Regions from separate parts of the Sus scrofa genome. Here region 1 is linked to region 2. Evidence: chromatin contacts called from public Hi-C data. All regions are on one chromosome and are shown on one strand. Each heading gives the region's core, a stretch centred on a gene start, on an enhancer-like site or on the middle of the called end of the contact. The rest is flanking DNA. Distances are from core to core; before and after follow the strand shown.

Evidence for each region. Hi-C and Micro-C count contacts between places; a contact is called where the count stands out from the background.
Region 1: a Hi-C map of liver shows a contact between it and region 2, with 7 times the contacts expected there. The contact joins two enhancer-like sites. A contact is called at or near these places in 1 of 5 promoter capture datasets (liver), 8 of 47 Hi-C or Micro-C datasets (fetal skeletal muscle, liver and skeletal muscle) and 1 of 2 datasets of contacts at active chromatin or transcription factors (skeletal muscle).

What each region holds. Positions count from the first base shown.
Region 1 is chr8:112,175,460-112,181,415 of Sscrofa11.1, forward strand. It overlaps ELOVL6 (elongation of very long chain fatty acids protein 6), which reads left to right. Exons shown (of 5, transcript XM_021100707.1): 4 at 4,515-4,666. LOC110261988 (a long non-coding RNA gene) reads right to left here. Exons shown (of 2, transcript XR_002346463.1): 2 at 5,639-5,772. Among named protein-coding and RNA genes, the nearest start is that of ELOVL6, 140 kb to the left of the region's middle. Within about 2 kb of position 3,747, at least 13 of the 83 cell types and tissues checked have an H3K27ac peak or open chromatin away from gene starts, as enhancers often do. A contact at or near this core is called in liver, where this site is marked.
Region 2 is chr8:112,112,434-112,118,396 of Sscrofa11.1, forward strand. The region is part of intron 2 of ELOVL6 (elongation of very long chain fatty acids protein 6); the gene reads left to right. Among named protein-coding and RNA genes, the nearest start is that of ELOVL6, 77 kb to the left of the region's middle. Within about 2 kb of position 1,413, at least 4 of the 83 cell types and tissues checked have an H3K27ac peak or open chromatin away from gene starts, as enhancers often do. A contact at or near this core is called in liver, where this site is marked.

The sequences.
Region 1 (5,956 bases), core at 2,497-4,996, 65 kb after region 2:
GCTCATGTTACATCCTATTGAGAAGTAACTATCACTTATTTTGTGAAAAGCTGGCTCATAAAATAAAACGCTTAAACACTTAACAGCAAAATACTTACTGACATGAATACTCATCGGTGCAAATCAGATTCTCGGTGTCCTTGATTTCCATTTAGGGATAATTAGCCTTAACCACTAATAAGATGAGCAAGTTAAAAGTGACAACACTGAAGGACAGATGGAGCAAAGCAGCAATAATAATGGCAATAGGTAGTAATAGGGAGTTCCTGTTGTGGAGCAGTGGAAACGAATCTGACCAGTATCAGTGAGGATGAGGGTTCGATCCCTGGCCTTGCTCGGTGGGCGGGGGATCTGGTTTTGCCCTGAGCTTTGGTGTAGGTCATAGACATGGCTCTGATCGGGCGTTGCTGTGGCGGTGGTGTAGGCCAGCAGCTGCAGCTCCAATTTGACCCCTAGTCTGGAAACTATCCTATGCCATGGGTACAGCCCTAAAAAAAAGCAGTAATAAAATAATAATAGTATAATAAAAACTGTTTTACTCAGCACCTATATGTTAGAGGCTCTCTGCTAACTAAATACCTTACTTATGTGGTCCTACAGAATTCATAGAACTAGATTACAGGTTAAGTAGTAGTATTATTTCAGATGAATAAAGACTTAGGTTAAGTAATTTGTCCAGTTGTGAAACCAGAGAGTGAGAGCACTGGGATTGGAATATGCAACACTCATCTCTTGGTAGTGGCTTACAGTGGTTGAGAACGTGGATGCAGTGGCCAGAAAGTGTGTCAGGATTGATTGGTGGTGTCTGCCTGAGCAGAGTAAGGACTGGGGGAAGCAGAACATAAGCTGTGTATTTGTCTCTTGCATCACATCAGGTTCGGAGGGAAAAAAAATAGTCTCCTCCCTGAAAGTATATTTTGGAAAAGTATCACAGTGTAAGGGCCCTGTGCCCAGTTATAATAAAAAGCCACATGGCTCCAGAGTGGACAGTGGCTGAGATGTGCCAGGGACAGAGCTACTGGCTTCCCTCAAATAGCAATCATCCCATTGGCCAAGTAGCTCCCCCGTGGCTCCCCAGCCGTTTGTTTGTCACATCCCAACAAAGAGCCTTTGCCCTCCGGGACACAAGCCCAATGGCTGGCACTGAGGGTTTCCCTGAAAAATGCACTGCCCTCTGTTCTGAGTCAGCCTGATTGTTCGAAGCTTAGGGAGTGAGGCTTACGCCCAGATCTGGGACAATAATATGTACTGTGCACTTGTTGCCAGCAATATTGTGGGTCACCACGATACCCAAACGTTCAATTCCGCAGTGCTCCGAAGCAGCCCCTCGTGCCCTAACCCTCAAAGTTTCGATACCTGTTTATCCCCAACTCAAATACCACCTCCGCGGACGTCTCCTAGACCACCGGCAGGAGCAGCCCAAGTTAGCCTATTGATTCTTGTCACTCCGGCATCGAGAACATGGCCAATAAATATTTCACAAATGAAAGAATAAATCTCTGTGCAGAGACTTAAGAAATTGGCTATAAACTACAATAATTTTTGAGACTCAAGAAGATTAAAAGGTAGTAACTATTCCAAAGCTGCTTTCCTTGATCTGCTCTGATCATGTAAGTACACAGTCTAGTAGCAAAATATAGTAGCCGAAGGGCTCTGCTTCCCCAGTGAGGGGCTGCAGGTGGGGCGGGGAGAGACATGTGCTAATGGTTCAGAAAGTCACAGATCTGGGGCTAAGGAGTGGAGACGGATACATACTGAAAATGTGTCATTTGTGTGTTTCTTTGCTTTGGGCTTGTACAAAAGTCATTGACGTATATCCCACCAGTCTGTGAAAAGCAGATAACTGATGTAGTGAGTAGTTCACTGACCGTATCTATGACTATATATTTATGTATGTCTGTATATTTTGTCTTTTTAGGACCACACCTGTGGTATATATGGAGGTTCCCAGGCTAGGGGTCGATTGGGAGCTGTAGCTGCTGGCCTACATACAACCACAGCAACTGGGGATCTGAGCTGCCTCTTCGACCTACACCACAGCTCACAGCAACACTGGATCCTTAACCCACTGAGCGAGGCTAGTGAGGCCAGGGATCAAACCCACGTCCTCATGGACTGCTGAGCCACGACAGGAGCTCCCAAATAGATCTATTTTATAGCCACAAAAAAATTAATTTGTGTTCAAAAGTCTACTGAAGATCAGATCTGGTGTGTTGTGTCTGCTGGGATGCTTTGGGGTATAAATAATAAAAAGCAAAACTCCACATGGCTTATCCAATTAGGAAGCTTTATGTCAACACCAAGAGGTCTTGTGATAGAATCACTGAAAGGGTAATGGGTAATTCAGCAGCTCAGTCACATCTCAAGGGAATACTTTGCCGTCCTCAAGGTAGCTCCTTCCTGGTTGCAGGATGGCTGCTGTTCTTCCAACCACTGCGTGGTGATGAGCAAGGAAACCTTGCCTGAAAAAGGCCCCAGCAGCCTTCTCCTCACATCACGTTGGCTAGAACGAGGTCCGCGCCCAGCCTAACAAGTTACTAGCAAGGGAGATGGAAGTACTAAAACTTGCTTACATCGTTAGGATTTACTCCTAAGCCAAAGACAAGGTCAGCTTCCTTGGGGGAAGCATGAGTTGGGAGAACCTGGACAGGATCAGCATTCTTTTAATATGGAAAAGGAGGAAGAGACTTGAGCTTCGAACAGGCAGCCAACAGTGTCGGCTCTGTAAGCTCAGTGGAGACGCCATATCCCTCTTTCCCTGCTACCTTCCATAAGCAGCAAAGTCCCCAGTTTTCTAGTCACCATCATCTGGTGATGGCGGCAACTTTCCTTATGAAAATTTAGCCACCCTCTGGTGAGGGAAAACCGAAATTTGAAAAATGTACCTGACATTACCAATGAAATCCAACTTCCCATTCGCAAGCCAGGATTGTATATTGATCGTAAAGGCTGAGGTCATGCTACCAGGAGGGACATTTGTTTAAGAAAGTGAGAAGGGGCAGCCTTCAAGTGAGCATGGGAGAAGAGCTCCCCAAGAAGAGGACATAGCATATGCACAGGTCTCAAGTCACAAAACGGAAAGGATCAGAAGGTGCGGGGAGGATTGGCTCACAAGGGATGGGACGAATAGGCAGGAGGGAAGGGTGGCGGGGGGAGCGAGGGGGGCCACTCAAGCCTTGCAGGTCCCATGAAGGCGTTGGAGGCTACATCTTGAGTGCAGGGGGACATAGGATCTACAGTTGTAAAGTCATACCCCAAATCCTATGTAGGATCGTTTTCTATGTTGGAAAGAGGAACTGCATTTCTTCCTGGAAGCGGTATGTCATTAGAGAAGCTACTTTCAGAGCCCCCCAAATAAGAGGCTGTTGCCAGCAATTCAGTCTCATTACTTTGGTTCGATGCGAAGGTGATCTTTGGTTTTATCTGGTGGACACATGTTTACGGATGGCGTCCCCTGGTGGAATGACTTGTTATGGAGCAACACTTGAGACATCTTAAAAGATGTGCCTCTGCAAGGACAGAAAGCTCTCATTTCCCTGTTGGGTGAGGCTGCTACTCATTTCAATAGTTGATTGCTAGTTTATCTTAGGACTTGTAAAACCTAAAATGGGATGCTGCCAGGACAAGGATGGGCCAGCACATCCCTACCCCCCTCCCCCCGCCAGGATCAGCCAGCTCTCCTTTCCGTGGTCCGTGCAGTTGGCGAGCTGTGGGGCACGTGTGCCTGTCGGGTTCACTCTGTCATGGAGGCGGCGCGGTCCAGCTGCCAGGTCCTTTCATACCTCATGTTACAGCAGAGCTCAGCGCCTTCCAGAGCTCTCCTCTTTCCTTAGCGGTTCCTGGATAAAAATGCCACATGTCCGTTTACTTTTCCACAGTATCGCTTGTTCAGCAGTCTTTGAGCAACTCTGCCTGGGTGAAGGCAAACACGTTTCGGGGCATTGAAGAACGGTGTTGCAACACGGTTGGCCACGGTTAGGGGAGCTCAGGGGCATGATCCTGGGGGCACTCCAGGGGGAGGGGGGCTTCCCATGGAAGTTAAGCCTTCTTCCTCGGGCTTCTGTGAAAAAGATGGATTTGAGAGCGAGAGAGATTCAGGAAACGGAGCCAGGGATCTGGAGACTAATTGGACAAAGGACAAAATGGAGATAATTAGCAGAGTTTTCAGCCAACTCCATCTCACTCCCAAGGGACAGTTCTCAAGCCAAAACACAGGTCAGGTCAGCAGAGTTCTTGAGCTGTTGCCTGAGATGCACTCCCCTTTTCCATGACACCTTTCTGGAACATTGAGGACGACGCGTTAGGTGGCCTTAGGGATGGCCTTCAGAATAAAGCCCTGAGAAGTGGTGTAACTCTTGTTTACAAACCATTTTCAATGCCTCTGGGTAAAAGCAGATTTTCGTGCTGCTGCATCGCTATCAATGTCCTGCCAGTGGCAGGCTTCTACCAACGGTTCATGTCAGAAGTGAAATTCTTTTTCTGAATGTTGTTTCTTTTCTTTTTTCATTATGAAGTATATTCGGTGCTCTTCGAACTGGTGCTTATATGCTGTACATTTTGATGACCAAAGGCCTGAAGTATTCAGTTTGTGACCAGGGTTTTTACAATGGACCTGTCAGCAAATTCTGGGCTTATGCATTTGTGCTGAGCAAAGCACCGGAACTAGGTGAGTGTCTTCTCTCCTTCCGTTTCCTCCCCCCCCACCCCCTTTGTAGCTACACACCCACAATATTTATTTTTAAATGGACCAAGAAACAACTTTGAAGGCCCTGTTTTACTGGTTGTAGGAAAGTCACGATTAATGACTTTTTGATTAACTTCCACTATTTTTCTGTTCTCTCCTTCCCTCCTTTGAAATAATTGTGCATTGTGTATATGAAGAACAAAATACTTTATGTTAAATGTGCAGGTGTCCAAAGCCTTACTGAAAACCCACTTCTGGGGGTTTATAACATCTACCCCTCCCCTTCTTTCCCACCGGTTAACAGCTCAGCTAATTTTAGAATATGGGGGGAAATTAGCCACACAGCCCTCACCCAGTCCCATACTTTCAGCTCTGGAGTTTGGATGCAGACTAGGAAGTTAAGGAAGCTTTTTGATTGGGTATCTTCATGTTCTCATTACAAATATTAAGGGTTAGTTTCTTTTCTTTTTTTTTTTTTTTTTTGTCTTTTTGTCTTTTTAGGGCCACACCTGCAGCATATGGAGATTCCCAGGCTAGGGGTCTAATCGCAGTTGTAGCTGCCAGCCTACACCACAGCCACAGCAACTCGGGATCTGAGCCACATCTGCGACCTACACCACAGCTCACGGCAATGCTGGATCCTCAACCCACTGAGCGAGGCCAGGGATTGAACCTGCAACCTCGTGGTTCCTAGTCAGATTTGTTTCCGATGCACCACGATGGGAATGCCAAGGGTTAGTTTCTGATGTTGTTTAATTTTAATCATCAAAGAAAGAGGCCTTAGAGAAATATAGTTCACTTTCTAGAAATTAATGCACATCCTGGCTCTCTCTATATAACATAGATTCCTAAGGTTTTTCCTTTAACTTTCTAACAGTCTTGAATATAAGTGTGGCACAGATTAGCAGAAACAGTGAAAAAGTAAGCAGCAAGGATTTGACACCGGCACAGTTCCGCAGGAAGGTATCTTTATTGCCAGAGAGAGGGATCCACTGGTGATGATACGCTCTGAGTTCATCCATGAGCCCTGCTGGCCAGCATCTTACAAGCCGGTATATATCCTTAGGAGACACCTGTCCATTAATTCTCTAGAATTAAGAATTGGATTAGTCAAAATTTTTATTTATAGATTGTGTTCCCACTCCTATGTCTCCAGAAAAGGGGGTCTGAGGTGGTGATTTTGTTGTAAGCCCCTGGCAAGATGAGCTATAAACAGTGAAAGGTGCCCCTAGTTCTGTGTCTGTTCACAAAGAATAGGAAGGGTCTCCAGTA
Region 2 (5,963 bases), core at 163-2,662:
TATCTCTCAGGTACGCACTTAGAGACACGTGTGCAAAGGAATTCTCAGTACTCTGAGATTTCCAAAGACAAATTTGGCAAAACCAGGTAAATGTAAACACAGAAGGCGGTCCTTGTCCTAGTTATTTTTCTAGGCCTTGCACAGCTTGTCCGAGCGTGGTTCACTCCCTCCCTTTAAAGTCTTCGGCTCAGAGTCACCTTCTCCATGTGTGCGCCCTGACCACCCTGTTTAAATTGTCTTGTCTGTCACTTCCTGCCTCATTGTCCCTTCCTGCTGCTTTACTTTTTTCTTTTCTCCATCATATGTGCAATCTTGTAACATACCTTATTTATTTATTTTATTTATTTATCTCCAGACTTGTAACCTCCATGAGCACAGGCTGCTTTGTCACCTGCTTTGTTAATTGACGTATTCCCAGAGCCTAGAACGGGGCTTGGCACACGGTGGGTGCTTGATTAGTCCTTTCAGATTGAAGAATCAGGAGTTCCAACTGGAATTGGAAAAGAAAATAGAAAATTTATTTTTCTGTGTGGCCATTGGTGCTGTCTAAATGTACAGCTTCTGTTCCCTTGCAGAAACCATGGAGACTAGACCTAAGTTGTTGGTGACTAAATGCCATATGAACTTTGGTGACAGTGTGACATAAATGATTGGGTTCAGTCCATCTACCCCCTCCCAAATGTCATCCATTTAATGAGGAAAAAAAAGGAGTCATTGTTTTGGTATCATTTAAGCAAAACCTCTGTTTTTAGTGATAAAGCATAGGCAGTTACGGATAAGAATTTCTGGAGCTCCTGCTATGGTGGAACAGGATCAGTGGCCTCTTGGGAGCACCCTGGGACCAAAGTTGGATCCCAGCCTGGCACAGTGGGATAAAGGTCTGGCATTGCCACAGCTGTGTTTTTAGGTTGCAACTGTGGATTGGATCTGATCTCTGGCCCAGGAACTCCTCATGCCCAGGGGCAGCCAAAAAAGAATTTTTGACCTCAATGCCCTGTACAGTCTGACAAAGCAAGGGTGTACTTGCTTTGACAGGCTGTGTCATTAGGATTTTATAGAGTGGTTGACCTCATGGTGGACCTAGTCAAAGAGTAGGAGAAAGGTTTAACTCGAGATTAGATTTTTGGTTTCCCATGCCACTCTAGAGATGAAAATCTTCTGTACTGGAGCCACTTTGTGCTGGCAGCTGCCACACCCATCTCTGTTCTTGACTAGTGGGGTGTCTAGTTCTAGCCCAGCTGCCCACATGAGCCAAATGAGGGGGATGCTGATGAGAAGAGGAGCGGCCCAAAGAAAGGCCTTAGGTAATTTCAGCCCTTTTTGACTTGTGTGTGGCCTCCTTTGGGCGTTCCCTTTATGTGTATAGCTCTAAGGGGCGTCAAGGGCGAAAGGCAGGACTAGAAGTTGAAAACAATCACCTGCGATCATCCACGCTGTTGTCAGCCCAGGGCAGAAGGTGCACTAAAGGTCAACTAGCTGATGGATATTTGTTTGTGATCAGTCAGGGTCAACCCAATGCCAGGTGTGTGGACTTGAGAGCAGATTCCTGGCCAGTAACGGGTTGGGGATAATCAGATCGTGCCATCTCTATATCCTGCAGATACCCTTTGAAGGTGGCTGACATGGAGGAGATGATGCCAGTTCTACAAATCTGGGTTAGTTAGTTACTCTCGCCTCTCACCACCGGCACAGAGCAGCGGCATCACATCACGTCCTGTTAGCTCCCCCAGGGTGGCTGTGTGGCCAGCCTATCTCGGCTCCTATTTGCTACGATCAACAGTTTTTGTTAAAAAAAAAAAAATACTGAGAGTTGTGAAAAGAATGAGCATTGTACAGTATTAATATCCTAACATTCTATGGGCCTTTTAACTGCAGTGTGAATCCGCCAAATGGTCATATTCAATTCCTTTCTTCACTGCTAGCCCAGTAATTACATGACTCGAAAAGGGACCTTGTTTTCTCCCACCATAAATATGTCAGAAGAAGAAAAAGGGTATCTACCCATAACGTTTCAAAATTTTCTTTTAGAAATATCTAATTTAGAAGGCTTATTTATAGTCATTTCTAATGGTTAATGTTTCTAAACGTAACTCTTTGAGGTGGACCAGTTCTTTTCAGTCCAGTTCAAGAGCAACCTATGTGTACCATTTAAAACACTTGGGTCCTGCATCCTGTTAGGACTTTTTCTAAGAATTGGCATGATTGATTTACGATGTTACCTCTCTCCATTCTCAAGCTGGGATATATAAATGACTTGTTTTCGTAAAAGCTCTTGTTTATTACAAACTTGGGTTGTACAGTTTTGTTTCTTTATTGTTTTTAAAGCATTGACAAAAGGCAAATAGCAACTTCACAGAAGTTCTAGTATCATACATACCTTTAAAATGATTAAACAAACAGATCTTGAAATAACTTTAGCTATAAAAACCCAACCAGCCTGATCTGTGGCATTTGTTGATTCTCATCTTATAATGTCTATTATTTTTACTGATCATAAGCAGTTGCATTAGGTACCAGGTATTGAGTATTTACTAAGAGGCAAATCCTGCCAGGTCCAGTATTATGATTTACAAGAAGCCTGAGAAGGCAATGTTATTTTCCCAGTTTTTTTTTTTTTTTTTTTTTTTTTTTTTTGTCTTTTTTGCTATGTCTTTGGGCCGCTCCCGCGGCATATGGAGGTTCCCAGGCTAGGAGTCGAATCGGAGCTGTAGCCACCGGCCCAGGCCAGAGCCACAGCAACGCGGGATCTGAGCTGCATCTGCAACCTACACCACAGCTCACGGCAACGCCGGATCGTTAACCCACTGAGCAAGGGCAGGGACCGAACCCGCAACCTCATGGTTCCTAGTTGGATTCATTAACCACTGCGCCACGACGGGAACTCCTATTTTCCCAGTTTTTTGATGAGACACCGAGGCGGATAGGATGTAGTCTATTCAAGATCACAGAACCAACGTGTTACAGCAGGATTGAAACCCAGGTTTTTGTGACTCCAGTAGATACAGTGGAGAATGACTGCTCTAGTATCTTCCAGTAAGACATATGTAGAAATATCTGGAATAGAATTTGTGTCTTTTTTTTTTTTTAATATATAGTATTCATGAAACCACCACCAAATGCTTAGTATATTGGTTAGTATTTTGTACTTTTAAAAACGCTTTTTAAAATTTAATTTTATTGGGAGTTCCCGTTGTGGCTCCATGCTAATGAACCCGACTAGAATCCATGAAGACGTAAATTCAATCCCTGGCCTTGCTGAGTGGGTTGAGGATCCGGTGTTGCCGTGAGCCGTGGTGTAGGTCCAGACGCAGCTCGGATCCTGTGTGGCTGTGGCTGTGGCTGTGGTTTAGCCTGGCAGCTGCAGGTTCAGTTTGATCCCTAGCCTGGGAACTTCCATATGCCGCAGGTGTGGCCCTAAAAAGAAAGTGTTAATAATATAAAAATTTCATCTTTCATCATTAAGCAAGTAGAAAAAACTATTCAGTGAATAAAAGTAAATTAGAGGAAAAAAGCATGCATAATCCTGCCACTTAGGCAGGATAACTACTGTAAATTGGGAGTGGGGGGTATTTATTCTTCCACTATGGAATTATACCACATTCCATAGTTATTAAAAGCATATACATCTTATGCAGCTGTAATAACTGTGTAACGGTCTTTCAAGTCGATATCCCGTAGTATACCCCTGACTCTTGGAGATTTATTTGCCTACTTTTTCACTGTTGTACTGCAGTGATTATCTTTCCTTTCCCATACTGAAGATTGTCTGCATCATACAGACGCCTAGAAGTGCAATTGCAGGATTAAAAGCTGTGAGTGTTTTAGAGTTCCCGTTGTGGCTCAGCAGATTAAGAACCCCACATAGTATTCATGAGGATTTAGGTTCAATCCCTGGCCTCAACCCAGTGGATTAAGGATCTGGCATTGCCGTGAGCTGAGGCATAGGTCACAGGTACACCTCGGACCTGGCTGTGGTACAGGCTGGCAGCTACAGCTTCAATTCAACCCCTAGCCTGGGAACTTCAGTATGCTGTGAGTGTGGCCCTAAAAAGGAAACCAAAAACAAGAACAAAAAAAACAAAACTATGAGTGTTTCAAGGTTCTTGGTAAATTGTTTTTTCAAGGGCAATATCATTTTACCTTCTGACAGCAAAACACAAGTCACTGTGTCCTCACCCAAATCTGCACCTGAATCGCTTTCCTCTTTGCCTGTTGCTGGTATTAAATGGTATCTTAGAGCGTTTTTTGATTATGTAATAATCCTGATCAAAATAAACACGATGTATATATCATCCAAATAGTGTGCTGTTACTGGCATTATTTTGATTTCAGATTAAGCTTGGCCTTTCAAGAGTCAGTCTGCTAATGTATCTGTGAATAACAGAGTTTCTGTTGTTTGCAGATGAGGGTTCAGTTATCAGGTGGAAAGTGATGCCAATCTCACTTTGTAGCTGTCGGCTCTGTCTTTGGCTTATTTTATGCCAACAATTCCATTGAGAAAGCAACATGGGGGCCTCTGGGCAGGCAGGACTAAAGAAGTTAGACAATGCTTCATCAACATTCCTGAGCAGGTACTTGTAACAAAAGGCTACTCCTGCAGCAGTAGGTTTAAGAAAAGACAATAGAATTGAGATTGTTTTGTAGGATTCTTGCAGCTCCTGAGGAAAGCAAAGCTATAATAAAATACAGTTTTTACCATTCAGACATACAATCAAGTAGGTTTGAAGCATAGATTCATAGATGACTTGAACATTAGTTATCCTATTTAGTCTCCCAGTCATATATTTTCTCTTCCCTTAACATATTTCCCCAATGCAAGATCTGGTAAATAGCCAATATATTACTTATCCATTCGAATGGCAGGAGCCTTGGCAAGGACTGTGGTATAAGACCTTGGGGATACAAAGTTGAGACACAGTTCCTACCCTTTAGGATTTTGGACCCGTAGATTTTGGTGTGAAACCTGAGGAGTTAAGCGCTCTAATTGGGATGCTGAAGGTGTACCAAAGTACGGAGGTGATGATGGAAGGGGGCTAATCCAGTTGACCTAGAAGCAGTCCTAAAAAATGACAAAGGACAGGTTGGAAGGGCATCCAAGGTAGTGAGAATGGCATGTGTAGGAAAAACAAGGTAGGACGAAGGGGTGTGATGTCTTTTGAAAAATCACAGTGTAACTGTAACACAGGGTGTTCCCAGGGAAGTGATAAGACATGATTTCGGAGTAGGTAAACTCATCTGAGTCCTGTGAACGTATTTGGAATAGTTTGAGAGACAATGTCAATTCTGTTAAAATTCCTCTAGAGCCTATAACCCACCTTATGACATTTATGACATTCCCGTTTAAAAAAAAAAAAAGTACCTGGAAAATAGAAAGTACTTGGCCTTTGTTTGAGTTAATGTGTGTATTTCCTTATATATCATCTTGTATAGTTTTCCATACTGGATTTTAGGAACCAAAAGCACAGGAATGTGGCCCATCCTTTTCTAGAACTACAGAATAAATCAGTTTAAGTGGGAAGAGGCAAAGGTAGGAAATAGTGTGATATGCCAAAGATTACAAAGAATTACATAGAAAATTGTGTAATATGCCAAAGTACATCTAACCATTAAGTGATTCCGGGGATATGGCGGTCAGCACCCAAAAAAAGTAGGCAAACGTCAGATTGGAAAGGAGGAGGCAGCCTTCAGCATGCAGTGGTTTGGGGGATGTTTTCTCTGGAGAATTTGACTTTTTTTTTTTTGGTCTTTTTTAGGACTGCACCTGTGGCATATGGAAGGTCCCAGGCTAGGGGGGTTGAGACAGAGTTATAACTGCTGGCCTCTGCCAGAGCCACAGCAAATGCCAGATCCAAGCCACATCTGCGACCTACACCACAGCTCATAGCAATACCAGATCCTTAACCCACTGAGCGAGGTCAGGGATCAAAGCCGTGTCCTCATGGATACTAGTCAGATTTGCTTCT